2 separate regions of the Mus musculus genome follow, and region 1 is linked to region 2. Evidence: chromatin contacts called from public HiChIP or PLAC-seq data. All regions are on one chromosome and are shown on one strand. Each heading gives the region's core, a stretch centred on a gene start, on an enhancer-like site or on the middle of the called end of the contact. The rest is flanking DNA. Distances are from core to core; before and after follow the strand shown.

What was found. HiChIP or PLAC-seq counts read pairs in DNA pulled down with a chosen protein or histone mark.
Region 1: an H3K27ac HiChIP or PLAC-seq map of embryonic stem cells shows a contact between it and region 2, with 3 times the contacts expected there. The contact joins the enhancer-like site here to the promoter of Fam178b in region 2. A contact is called at or near these places in 7 of 39 promoter capture datasets (the 3T3-L1 cell line, the C10 cell line, embryonic stem cells and 3 more) and 5 of 115 datasets of contacts at active chromatin or transcription factors (astrocytes, embryonic forebrain, embryonic stem cells and 1 more).

What each region holds. Positions count from the first base shown.
Region 1 is chr1:37,406,083-37,412,522 of GRCm38.p6, forward strand. It overlaps Inpp4a (inositol polyphosphate-4-phosphatase, type I), which reads left to right. Exons shown (of 26, transcript NM_030266.4): 26 at 2,045-4,658. The coding sequence ends at 2,177. Among named protein-coding and RNA genes, the nearest start is that of Coa5, 21 kb to the right of the region's middle. Within about 2 kb of position 3,754, at least 12 of the 459 cell types and tissues checked have an H3K27ac peak or open chromatin away from gene starts, as enhancers often do. A contact at or near this core is called in embryonic stem cells, where this site is marked.
Region 2 is chr1:36,678,699-36,685,653 of GRCm38.p6, forward strand. Fam178b (family with sequence similarity 178, member B) reads right to left here and starts at 4,449. Exons shown (of 16, transcript NM_001372417.1): 1 at 4,170-4,449.

The DNA of each region.
Region 1 (6,440 bases), core at 2,504-5,003, 730 kb after region 2:
GCTGACTGACCCTGCTCTCGTTGTGTCATTCTGGCAGAGACACTGAATAAGAGACATCCTTCCACACAGGCAACCCACCCCCCATGTCTGCTGTGGAAGCTCCCAGAAAAGTAAAAACAGAGGTGTTTAGGGTTGTCCTTTATAGTTTTCATTCCAAAGTTGATGTTCATAAAATGAGGTAATGGTTGAGATAACAAAAAATAATCAATAGTTATACAGTAACTAAATCTTTATTGCTAAAATCTTCCAGAAACCTTGTCATGTATCATTGCCCCTAAAGACACTGTAGCAGTGTTGTCAGTGAGGTGTTCTGCCTCAGGCCACCATGCTGGACCCTGAAGACCTTGCCCCAAGCCTTCTAGTCAGGTCATGGGTACCCACAGATCATGCTGGCAGTGGTAGCATGCAGAACAGGCATGCCAGCCTGGACATAAAACATAGGTTAAAGGTATAGTCTAAATTGTAAGTCTGTGTATTCATGTACAATGTATGCAGCCAGCTAAATGCAGTATTAGCTCCTTCATATGTGAATACAGAGACTGTCAAAGTTTGTTACTGTTGGGCATTTATTCAGTAGGCGGGTGGGTTTGAGGACCCTTCTGTATAAATGTAGAAGCCATATGTGAGAAGGGAACCTCCAAAGACCACAGCAAATCCACTGTGCACAGGAGCCTACAGCTCTGCTATAAACACGTTTCTAGTCTATCTGATTCCTGAATGTTCAGCAGATGCTGTCTTTGACTCTGGGTGGCCCAGGCTTTGCTCGGCTGACACATGTGTGGCTGGAGCAGTCAGTAGTAGAGGCGGATGCTTCTCTAAACTGCCTGTGCTCATTCTCTTTTGAATAAACATTACTGCCTCATCAAAAAGTACCTGACATGTTCTTAATAAGGGGACTGTCATTTTCACTTTGAAAGGCTTGAGCTGCTATTTTTTTTTAAATGTATGCTGTGTGGTCTTCATAGAATTTGAAATACTTTTTTCAAACCACTGCTCTTGGTAACTGCAAATTTTACATCTCAGAAGGAAATTTTTACTGAACTTGCTAACTGTGTGACTTCTTTGCTACTCTGTGGACATTATAAAAATAGTAAGTCTTACTGCGTGTAGAGAGGCATTCATATTCAGCTTCACTTTTGGCTGTTAGTGTTGTGTCCGCCCCAGAGCTTTGCCCAGAGACCTCCCTTGAGGTTTCTCTGTGGCCTCCCTGGCTCCTCATCCTCTCGGGCACGGTTTGTTTTGCCCCTGGGTTGCTAGGACATCCCTCTATCATGCGCAGCTGGGATGGATGTTGGTGGTGAGTTCTCTTCCGGGCAGAGCAGCTGTGGGCTCACATGGTGCTCAGAGGTTCTAGTATAAGCAGCAGCCACAGTGGAAGCAGCCCACGTGGAGAGTGGTGGCGAGTGACCCCCAAGAGAATAGTCAAGCCTTCACAGAACATCAGCCTGATGGCCACGAGGGCCTGTTCTGCAGACAGCACATGGGCCCATGTGGGTGCTCTGCACCTGAACTGATGCCCCTAGTTGGAGACAGATTGATCAGAGCAGCCTCCTCAGCCAGAAGGTTTTTGGTATCTGTTGAATTCTGCAAGGAAATCAGCATGTGGAGTTTGTAATGGTCACAGCTTTGCTAGCATACACAAGGTACAGTGTTTCAGAAGCCATGCTAGGAGTAAAATATGCCCATTCATTCAATTTACTGTCTAACAATCTTTGAGCCACAGGTTATTCTAGAACCCAGATAACCAAACCCAAGATGCACGCAAAATCATGTATTTTTAAAGAATTGTGTCTGCTTAGATACAACATGGCTCTGGAACTCCCAGCCCACAGCCGCATCCAGCATGTGTCCGTCTCTGTGCTTCTTAGCTGCTTTGTTCGGAACCACCATCTTTCGTGTGTGCTTATTGTAAATCAGTCCAGCAGCCATTGTAATTTATCCTTTTTTAATGCTATGGAAATAATCAGTTCATTTCATCTTAGTTTTAAGTCTTTTCTTTTTTCCTTTTTTACTGCTGTCATTTCTTGTGCTTGTTTTTCCCCAGTGAGGGTTGTCGGCGAGAAAACACAATGAAGAATGTTGGAAGTCGCAAATATGCATTTAACTCCCTGCAGCTGAAGGCCTTCCCCAAGCATTACAGGCCTCCAGAAGGGACTTACGGAAAAGTTGAGACATGAACACACGGTTTCCTCTAATTAGCTGTTACGTAATCAATGTGGGTCCCTGTAGTGTCACATAAGATTCTTCAAGAAGACCTGAAGGATTGGCTTTTATTTTTGTGTTTTTAAAGACACGTCACTGAAGAGTGTATGGAGCATGATTTTGTGCTGGAATCTGTAGGGTCACATGTGGGTCAATAGCGTGGATAGTAATGGCTGCTCTCAACACCAGCTTTCAGCTGTCACTGTACCGTTAATGTCATAGTTCCTAGATGCCAGCTAGGTCTGCTAAAACTCCAGCAGACTTTTCAAATATCCACTTAGCCCTGCTCACCCCGTTTATTTTTCTATTCAGTAACTCACAGGTGAGCATTGACTTAAACTCTGCTTTAAAAAGGACTGAATATAAAACAGGAAGTACCTACCCCCTTACACTTCAGGTCCTTGGTAGAACAGTAGATGTTAACTCAGCTTGGGGGAAAAGAACCTCCAAGCTATGAGAGAGGCTGGTTCTAGTGGCCCTCAAAGGCCGCCAGGTTCTGTGAAACCCAAAGTAGAAAGAAAGCTTGGTTGGTCATATCAGGAGCTCACACACCTGGGGCCACACTGTTCCTGCCCCTTACAAGTCATAGATGAGTGTTTGCTTGAGATGTAAAGCCAGCTGTGAGGTCCCTGGACGCTGCTTCCCACCCCACCTCCACCCCTGTATGCTCCATGTATATTTAGCTCTACCCCACAGGGTGTATCTCCCTTTGTTCTCTGGCAATCAGGACCTTCAATGTGGCTTGTCATGGGTCTGGGAGACAACTCTCCAGATGGAGATTTAGAGCCGGAGAGACAGTCGAAACTTAGATATTTTCAGAATAAATGTGCTTCTGGGAACTTTCTAATAATCTTCCAGAGGCTGTATATTATGTTTGAATGTCTAGAGAAAGGGTCTTAGTTTCTGGTTTGCAATGATGGTTAAGTCTCCCTTCTGTTTCACAGCTATTGAGAAACAGTTAAACCTGTCCCCTACCTTGAGAGTCTAAGAGGAGATTATGGGACAGGAAATGAGGGATTTCATACACTTTAGTCTGTTCATCTTTTACAAGGTGATGATGAGTCTTATCTGCACGTGGCAGATTCTTTTCCTTAGAGATTTATGTTTTATAGGTTCTGTTCATCGTAATTCTGTTTATATGTTATTTAAAAGGCTGTAAAAAAGAAGTGTATCTGGACTGTATTCATGACACTGATACTAATGGTCTGTGACCACCATGGGATTCTTAGAGAAGTCTAGCTAGTTTTTTCTTGTTTTGTTTTTTTGTTTTTTTTGTTTTTGTTTTGTTTTGGTTTTTTGTTTTTTGTTTTTTTTTTTTTTTTTTTTTTTTTTTTTGGCTCCTTTTAGAAACAGGTAACAGCTTGGATCTGGGACATTTGAGGCTTAAGCAGGACCAGTCTTGGCAAGAGTCAGGGAGGGTGCAGGCATCCCTCTCCATAAGTGCAGACAGCCTCCTGTCTCCCCTGCCTGCTGGGAGGAAGATGTGCTCTGCTAAGGGGTGGTGTGGCTCACTGCCCCACCCTCTAGGCAGGGCTGTGGAAGGTGAGAGCCAGGAAGCTCTCTTCCCCTAACCCTCCTCCCAGGCCTGCTCTGCTGGTATCAGATTGGCCTGAAGCCCCAGGCCTGATCAAAGATGGCTGAGTCTCAGTGTGGCTGGTTGAGCCTTTTAACTCTTGGTTGGTTCATTTACTCTTAGTCTTTTGTTTTTTGTTTGTTTGGTTTTGCTCATTTTGACATCACTGCCTTTTAGAAATATTTCTTCAGGTTTTAGAATTAAATGTTTCCCACGTTCTCCAGCTTTCCTTTCTGTCCAAAGGGCATTTGACCTGTCCACACTTACAAAGGGAACGGGCGGGGCTGACGCATCCGTAGGCTTCTGGATGGGAACTCTTTTCGCCGTTTCTGTTTTATAATATGAATCACTGTAAAACTCTAAGACTTGGCTAATCACAGAAAAGATTGTGGCTTCAGTGTTTTCTCTGAAGGCTTTGTGACTGGTTTCCAGAGCCTCACACATGCCTGGAAGGGTCATCTCGCACAGCGTGGGCTCAGCAAGCTCCTGGGCTGCGCACAGGGGCCAAGCTGTTCCCTGCAGGAGGAAAAGAGTTTTCCAGACGGCCCGTCCTGCTTCTATCCCCATTTAAAGGAACGTGCAGTCTCCGGTCAGCTGGGAATGCCGTGCGGATCCTGTCAGAGCTCCTGCAGCTCAGCTGCCTTTACTGTCCTTTAAAGATGTAAAGATGTTGTACAGAACTGTTTCCTCTCCCGACACTTGGATTTGCCCAGCTTAGTGCATTTAAATACTTTTATTTATTTATTTGTTTGGGACAGTATTAATATATATGAACATATAGTCACTGTTTTATATATTCTTAGCTTATTCAAAGCCATGTATGCTGTAAATGTGCTTGTCTTTAGAATGATAAATAATAAAACTGACAAGAACATTAAACTGAGTCTCACTTGATTCAGTCTCCTACACTGCAAGGATGTCCTCCAGCCAGCGCCAGACTGGTAGTCATGCCTGGGCTTGGGGGCCAGGGCTCAGAAGCCTGCAAGTGGGGGTCAGGAGAGATTACAGTCTTTTTAAACATGTTTTTAGCAAGTTTGAATTAAGGTGTATGGTTAAGAATGGGGACATCATCAACTGGGGGACAGAGGTGGGAGTACAGGAGTCAGCTCCCAGTGGCTGGCTCATTCTAAACTTGCTCTTAAGGATCCCAAGAGGGAGAAATAGCTTCTTATAGGTGCCTGAAGCTATCTTTATACATTTTTAATGCTATTTATTTATTGTGGTATATGATAATATTTATGCATTTTAATACTATTTATCTATTTGTATGCGGGTGTGGGATATGTAGTGTGTGAGTGTGCATGTATGTGTATGTATGGAGTATGTGAGGTGGTTTATGTATATGAGTGTATGCATATGTGTGTGTGTGTGTGTGTGTGTGTGTGTGTGTGTGTGTGTATGAGTGTGTGTGTTTCTGGTGTCCCCATACACTCATGTCAGAGTTAGAGGTCAGCTCCTAAGAGTCAGTTCTCTTCTCCTCCCACGGGGAGTCTTGGTGAGCTCAGATGGTCAGGTGTGTCAGCAACTGGCGTTCCCATCGAGCCACCTGTCAGTTGTCACTTAAATACACCCTCTCCTTAAAGGCCCGTGTGACCCGGTATGTTAAGATCAGGAAGGAAGATAGTCAAGTATGCTACGTTTTCTAAGGGGAAATGGAAAGCTTGGGAGTTCATTCCCACGGGCGCTGAGCAGATGAGAGATAGATACGGAAGCTTCTGTTTATGGACACTACACTGCCCGGGGCATCCTTGGATGCAAATGGACCTGACCAGGACGGCCACCCATGGGGGTCAGCAGCAGCACAGTCAGCCCTGGTCAGTCATGCTGTCCTTTCAGGGCCTAATGGCTGACTCTGGGTAGGAGAGCACACTTATGCACGCTCTGGATTGCAAGGGCCCCTCTTCTTCCATGGCCTAGGAAGGCTTTTCTAACAGTAACCATATTGCTGTCACCACTCAAGTGAGGATACTGGTCCCTGAGGAGTAGCATAAGAATACTGATGTCCTCATTCCCCAAACCTCACCTGTGCACGCATACTCTGAATCTCATATGGGCCTAACAGCAGTCTTTGTGATAATTACCTGGAGCCTAGAAGACCGGTGTCTGTCGCCAGTCTGTGACTCCTCTGTATTACTTTAGACAATAAATAAATAAATAAATAAATAAATAAATAAATAAAAGTGCTGAAGAGCTGAGCTGGAGAGCACTTAGCTCCTTTTTTTTTTTTTTTTTTTTTTTTTTTGGTTTTTCGAGACAGGGTTTCTCTGTGTAGCCCTGGCTGTCCTGGAACTCACTCTGTAGACCAGGCTGGCCTCGAACTCAGAAATCTGCCTGCCTCTGCCTCACGAGTGCTGGGATTAAAGGCGTGCGCCATCACCGCCTGGCCTGCTGCTGATTTTTATGATGTTTCTTAGGCCCCCCTCTAACTTTCTTCTTCCTTAGGATGACCATCCTATAGAATAAGACTACATGCTAATGTCTCCTACATTTCTAGGTTGTCCCAGACTTGAGTCTAGATTCCTCTGGACATCCAGCTAGACCCTGGTGTTCTACGTACATACCTCATACACAGCATGCTGACAGGCTTCTGGGCATACTTCCTTTCGCTAGTCTGAAGAATGACCCTGATTTCTATCCTGGCTTATCCACCCTACCCCTGCTCCCC
Region 2 (6,955 bases), core at 3,199-5,698:
TCTATCTATATAATTTTTTGAGATAGCATTTCTCTGTATAGCTTTGTCTGTCCTGGAACTCACTCTGTAGACCAGGCTGGCCTCCCATTCAGAGATCTGCCTGCCTCTGCCTTCTCTGGGCATGTGCCACCACACACAGCTTCAACATACATTTTAACTCTTTCGTGCCCGACTGCCCTTTCCTCAGCATCATACATATATGGAACTCATGCATGTTGCTGCGTGAAGCACTGGCTCACCACATGGCATTTTATCACAGGAACACCTCACAGCTCACTGAGCCACTGCAATGCCCTTCCTCCATCCAGAGCACCGAAAGCCCCTCTCTCTACTGCTGAAATTCTCAAATGTCTCTTTGGGGGCACAAGCACTTATTTATTTCTATCCCCAATTCACCAGGTCATACAAGATTTTGATGTTATGGTACCATAAAAGGCACTTGCAAAACCTTCTCATCTCACATGTATACGTTTTTTAATCCCTCCCTCCCTCCTTCCTTCCTTCTTGTTTTTTTGAAACAAGAGTTTCTTCATGCAGCCCTGGCTGTCTTGGAATCCACTCTTAGACCAGACTGGCCTCGAACTCACAGAGATCTCTACCCACCTGGGTAGGTAGGTGCCTCCCAAGAGCTGGGATGAAAGACATGCACCACCACACCCAGCCCTTGACCTATTTTTTATTTGGAATTAATTCCAGACTTGACTCAAGTTCCATTTAATAGAAAGATTTAGCCAGTCATCAAAATTCCCCAAACGTCCACATTTTTTGTACATGTTCTATCGGTACTTTCTTTAGTCTCGATGTACACACATGTACACATGGCTGCTACTTTTGCTAACATAGACTTTGCCAGCCAGGAGTAGTGGCGCACACCTTTAATCCTAGCACCTGGGAGGCAGAGGCAGGTTGATCTCTGAATTTGAGGCCAGCCTGGTCTACAGAGTGAGTCCCAGGACAGCCAGGGCGACACAGAGAAATCCTGCCTGGAAAAACAAAAGGACAGACTTTGCCTCCGTGCCTTCTTTCTGCTGCGGCCTCCTGAGTGTTGGGGTCCGGGGTCTGCCACCACACCTGACTTAAATACCTCATTTTCACACTGTTTGAGCTCTGGTGAGTCAGCCTGGACCTGGGTTACCAGTCAGGGTCTGTGTGGGGCCGTGTGTGCTGAGACCCAGGCTGTATGCTCTGAGCAGCCCTCTGAGCACCTTGTCGGAAGGCACATACACAGTGCCCATTTGTCCTGGTACAGCTGTTACTAACTTCAGTCACTGGCCAAAGTGGACCAGGATGCTCTGTGCTGCCGCTCCACAGTTTTCTTATAACTATCAGTTCTTCCAGGAAGATGCCCCAAGGCAATATAAACATCCCATTTCCTGCCATACTTTCTTTCCCCAGTTTCAGCATCCACTGACGATCCTTGCCGGGAAAGATTTTCATTGCTGTGCTTGAAAACTAGTTTTGTTTATTTTTTAAAAATAACTTTTAGTACTTTGAAGAAATCAAACTCAAAAACAGAAGATCAAATAATATCTACAAGTAAAACATACCCAGGGCTGGCAGGGCTCAGGAAGAGAGCATGCTTGCTGCGGAGCTTGAGCTCAGCTGGATCGGAGGAAACCTACCCTTGGAAGGAGAGAACTGGCTCCCAGACTTTGTTCTCTGACCTCCACAGACACACTATGGTACAATATACATGACCTCTACATATACATTTCTATGCCCACAAATATACATACACATGCAAAATAGGTAACTGAAAAGCAAAAGAAAATTAAAATGACACCCCAAAGTCATTCTCAAAGATAAAAAAGCAAAGCTGGCCCTGATGCCACATGCCTCAACCCAGTACGGGGGGGGGGGGGGGGGAGGCAGATGGATCTTTGTGAGTTTGAGGCCAGCCTGGTCTACATATCTACACATCGAGTTCTAGGACAGCAGGGGCTACATAAAAAAGACCCTGTTCAAACAAAACAAAGCATAAAGAGATGAAAAAGCAAAACCAGCCACCTGGTGTGGGGGTGACAGTAGTTGTGACTTCATCTGAGAGCCAGGGAGATCCCAGAGGTGGGAAGGGCGACGTCCGTACACACCATGGCCATGTTAGCTATGATTTACATGCTAAAAGAATCTAATTTTAGAAGAAGCTAAAAAGTCATCCATGAGTGGTCCCAGCAGGAGTCAAATCCACAGAACACAAGGCCTTCTGGGGTCTAGTGTGTGTTTTCTCTCAAGACAGAGACCAGGGTGATGACCCTTAGCCTTAGGCTTGGTCCATGCCCATCTGTTTAAACATACCACCGGCCACAGACAACCCGTGCTGCTGACTGGTACCTCTGATATCCTGCAGCTTCATTAGTGAACCTCACTGGGAGCACAATCGTTAAGCCAGCTTACAATACAGTAGTAAGTAGGCCAAATCCCCAAAGCTCATCTGGCACGCTCACTTAGAAACAAAAGAAACAGGGCTGGAGCAATGGCGCAGTAGTAAAGAGCTCCAGCGCTCCTCAGAGGACCTGTGTTCCATTCCTATCATCCGCATCAGACAGCTCATAACTGACTGCTTACAATTCTGGGTTCAAGGGGCCTGCTACCCTCTTCTGGCCTCTGTGGGTACCTGCCAGTATATGTACATAACCCCTGACACCGCCCCCCCCCCTCTCTCACACACTCACACACACACACACACACACACACACACACACACACACACACACACACACGGTGGCATGGGAGGGAAAGATCATGTCCAGGTGAGCTCCGAGTACTAATAACTCATAAAGTAGCTGCAGCAGCAGAAGTCTGAGACCCAAGGACTGGGACTGCTGCTTGCTGGGCAGCTAAGTTTGGCTGCTTTAAATACCTTTCACTCCAAGGCATTTCTCTATCCACAAAAGAACATGTACACACACACACATTATACATGCCTATTTTCAGAACCTATCCTTTGGCTCACATTTCTTGACTACATAAACATTTCCAAAGAAGTCAGTCCAAGGATCTTGGAATCCAGTCTGATAGCAGCTCACTCTTTCTCCCTGAGTCTCCAAATCAGAAACCTAAAATCACTCAATCAACAACGCAGCTGACAGAGATGCTAATGATTTCAAGGACACCGGTGACTTTCAAGCTGCTAAGACAAGATGACAAAGGGAAGGCAATTATGGGACCCAAGTTCAGCGCTGTCTCCATGTGAATAAACACACATCTTAGAATCAGAAAGAGGAGTTGTTAGGTGTCCAGGCTAGAACACAGGAGATGAAGGTCTAACAGAGAGGCCTCAGGTCCCCTGGTTAGTGTGCACCATGGCCAGCAGGAGGGCCAACATGGCCAGCAGGAGGGCCACCATGCTCTCCCGAGTTAGTGCTTTTCCCAAATCACACATAGCCAAGACTCTCTCCACTCTCCATCTCGGTCTCATGGTGTGCTTTCAACACGTGACCTCCCACCTTTCTATCTTTCTTTTTTCTTGGCTTTATGGAAACGAAAATAAGAACAGATCCTTGGAAAATAAGAATATACTATTTTCTATACTAAATATAGAAACTCCAAAGCGCTTTGAGCATCAATGTCCAAACAGTCATGATGAACGTGGAAAATTATAGCTGCCTCGAGTTCCCTAATACTGCTGCAGCAATATGCTTTGCTCCCAGGAGCATGCTCTATGTCTTCTTTTAAACAAATATTTATTGGCTAGGGATGCTAGCGAGGGCAGTGGCAGGGAGGCCCCAGCTCACAAGCTGAAAGACTTGAAGATCGGAGTGTCATTCTCTAAGAAAAATTAAGCAGACCCCAGCGTTGTAAAACTCTTACATCTATCAAACTAAGCATAAGCCGGGTCTGAGAACAGCCGATGGTTCCGGAAAGACAACAACTCATTTTTATGCCCCGGGAAACATTAAGAAACAAAACAGGACAGGCCACACCACCCCAAAAAGAAACCATCACGCCAGGCCTTGGCGTACAGCATGCTCGGCAGAACAGGGCTGTGGGATTCTGTTCATGTGGGCTGACCTGACAACATGGAGGGGTGGGTGGGGCTTGGCCTACCAGTGAGGGCTAACCCTGAGCCAGATGCAGGAAAACAGAAGGATGCAGGCAACCGCGCTAACATGGCCTCCCAGGCCCGGATCACTCACGGGTGAGGAAATTGTGGTCCCGGAGGAACTTACCGGTAAAAGGCAGCTTTTGGTCCTACCCCGCGGGCTGTGATGGAGGCCTACTCATGGGAGCCCTGGACTCAAGAACCTGAAGAGCAGCCACAGGAAGCCGTGGCACGGGAAGGAACCTCCGAGGCAGCCTCAGAAGATGGGGCACAAGAAGCTGGAGCAGGAGACCACGGTGGTGGGGGGCCAGGTCAGCAGGGACAGTCGAGAGGAGGGACCTTCTCGGGGGCCCAACCGAGCCTGCCAGGCCTAGCGCACTCACCGTTAGGGCAGGCTGTGACCTCTCACGTGCTCCTCCCCACCCCGTCACGTGGCAACCCCCTACGCGCCCTCGGGTCGCGTGGCAACCCCTCCACGTGCGCGCGCCCGGATCACCCCGCGCCACTCAGCTTCTGAATTTCAGCCAGCCTTGGGTTTTCCAGATGCGGATGCGGAGGGCTTGCTTGTGGCCCAAGATCAAAGGGAAGGCAAGGAGATTTGAACTCGGGATGCGCAGTTTAACGTTCAGCGGTCTAACGACGGGACTTTTCCAAAGTCGAGGCGCCGCAGTTAGTGGTGCATAGCTCTACGCCTTTCGCTGTTGAATGTTGGCCACGAGCTGCTTTGAGAACCTGTTCTGGGCGTTCTTCTGTGTGAGTATGCAAGCGTGAAGGAGAGGCAGCTTAAGGGATGTCAACCCTGCGGATTGACAGCCAACACTGGTTGAGCCCTGGCCCAATAACTAACATTGAGAGAGGCCACTTATATGCGTCATTTTGATTTAGCCTCAGCCAGACCTGTCTTCCATGAAAATCTGTGCCCTACACACTTGAGGAACCAGTACTTAATTAGGCATTACTTGTAGCTAATTAATGATCTGTTGGCCCTGTTCTCCAGGCAAGAGGGCAGTAGAGCTGAATTTTGCCAGCCCGACTCTGGAATTTTAGCAAATTCTGTCTCTGGAGGGAGCCCTTCTTTGGTGACCAGGATGGTATGGGCAGGATCACAGCTGTCCTAGTATGCTGGAGGAGTCTTCCTCTTTTCTTTTAATGGTCTAGTCAATTCATCCGACTTCCAGTTGCAACAAGCATTTTTACTTTTAATTTCATTAATTGTTTTTGAGACAGGTAGTCACTGTGTACCACAGGCTGACCTCAAACTCCAATTAAAATATCTGATTCTCCTGCCTCAGCCTTATGAAGAGCTGGGTTTACTCAAGGAATCAGCCCGGTCCTCTCTGAACTCCTTACTGTTCTTTGGAAAGCGCAGGCCATCTTAAATGTTTGGGCGGGTTTCTATTAAAGAGCACCATTTGAAAGTTTAATAGAAAGGCACGGAGCCAAGCCCAACCAAATGAGAACACAAAGGATAACTCAGTGGATAAACTGTTTCCAGAAACGGAACCGCGCGTTAGCTGTCTGCAGCCCGCTAGAGGGTGCTGGTAACCTGACCAGTTTCCAGATAAGAAACAGGCTCTAGGGCCACCTGCTGGGCCCAGAGCTACTGTATAGGCTTCTGAGAGCCCAGCTTGACCCTGGGGCTGTTTCTACTGGCCCGTCTTTCCCCGTAAGGGATTCCATTCTGTTTAGGGACTCCCCGTGTTTTGTGTCTTTAGGACATTTGAATTCATCCAAGGGATTCTGGAAAGAGTGGAAACGGTAGTTTGTTAAGCCGGACTGCTTCATACCCTGGAGGCCTGCTGACTCTTTCTCCTCTTAGAATCTGCTTCCTTGGATTTTATTCCAGGGTAACCACATGTATGTGTGAGACTACTAAGTTATGAGTCAAAATTAATCCCTTTCTTTTTCTCCTCCCTCTCTCTGCCCAGGCTGATCTGGAACTCACTACATAGTCTTGAACTCACTGCAAGTCTCCTTCCCCAGCCTCCTTATTTATTTATTAGTCTTCATATACCCCAGAAGAGGGCGTCAGCGCTCATTACAGGTAGTTGTGAGGGCACCATGTGGTTGCTGGGATTTGAACTCAGGACCTTTGGAAAAGCAGTCAGTGCTCTTACTCCCTGAACCATCTCTCCAGCCCCTTCCCCAGCCTCCTAAATGCTGGGTTATGCAGGTTAGCTACCACCCATGACTGTGATTTGTTCTGTTAACACAGTAAAACAGGTAGCTTTAGGCCTTAAAGTTTAGGCTGAAGCAGGGACTGCCCAAACTGGCTGAGTACTCCGCAATTGTCCTCCCAGAACCTCCCTGATCTGTTCCCTCTGCTCTCTGTGCTGGAGGGAGGGGAGGGGTGCTTCCCTCCACATTGGATATCAAAGGTTTTCTCAGGGTCTAGGCTGTCCCTCTGAATGCCAGTGGAGCTCAATGGTAGAAATGGGGGGGGCGGCGCACAAACTCCTCTCACTGCCCTGGCACAACCCTTACCAGTGACAATCCCAGGTGCCCAGTGGCTCTCACAGAAATTTCAGTGAGGCACCTGAAAAAGGGGTAGGGGCTGACTTGACTGCCCAGCTGTCACGCTTGACTCCATTCCATAAAATAATAGATGCTTTCAATAAGCATCTTAGTCTAACCCCCTGAGCCCAGTGGTAGCCAGGCTCCATGCTGGCAGTAATTTCACATGACCCATTTTGGATTTGTGGTGTCTGCATAAAAACATTTCACTCTGATGTGAAAGGGTTTTGGCTCCAAGCAGCTCTCCTCCTCACACCACCAGAGGCTCCTTAGGGTCAGGCCTAGCAGGCCCGAGGCACGTTTACTCCTCACCCCTATTATAATTTTTTTTAAAAGATTTATTTATTTATTCTATGTATATGAGTACAATGTAACTGAACAGATCGTTGTGAGCCTTCA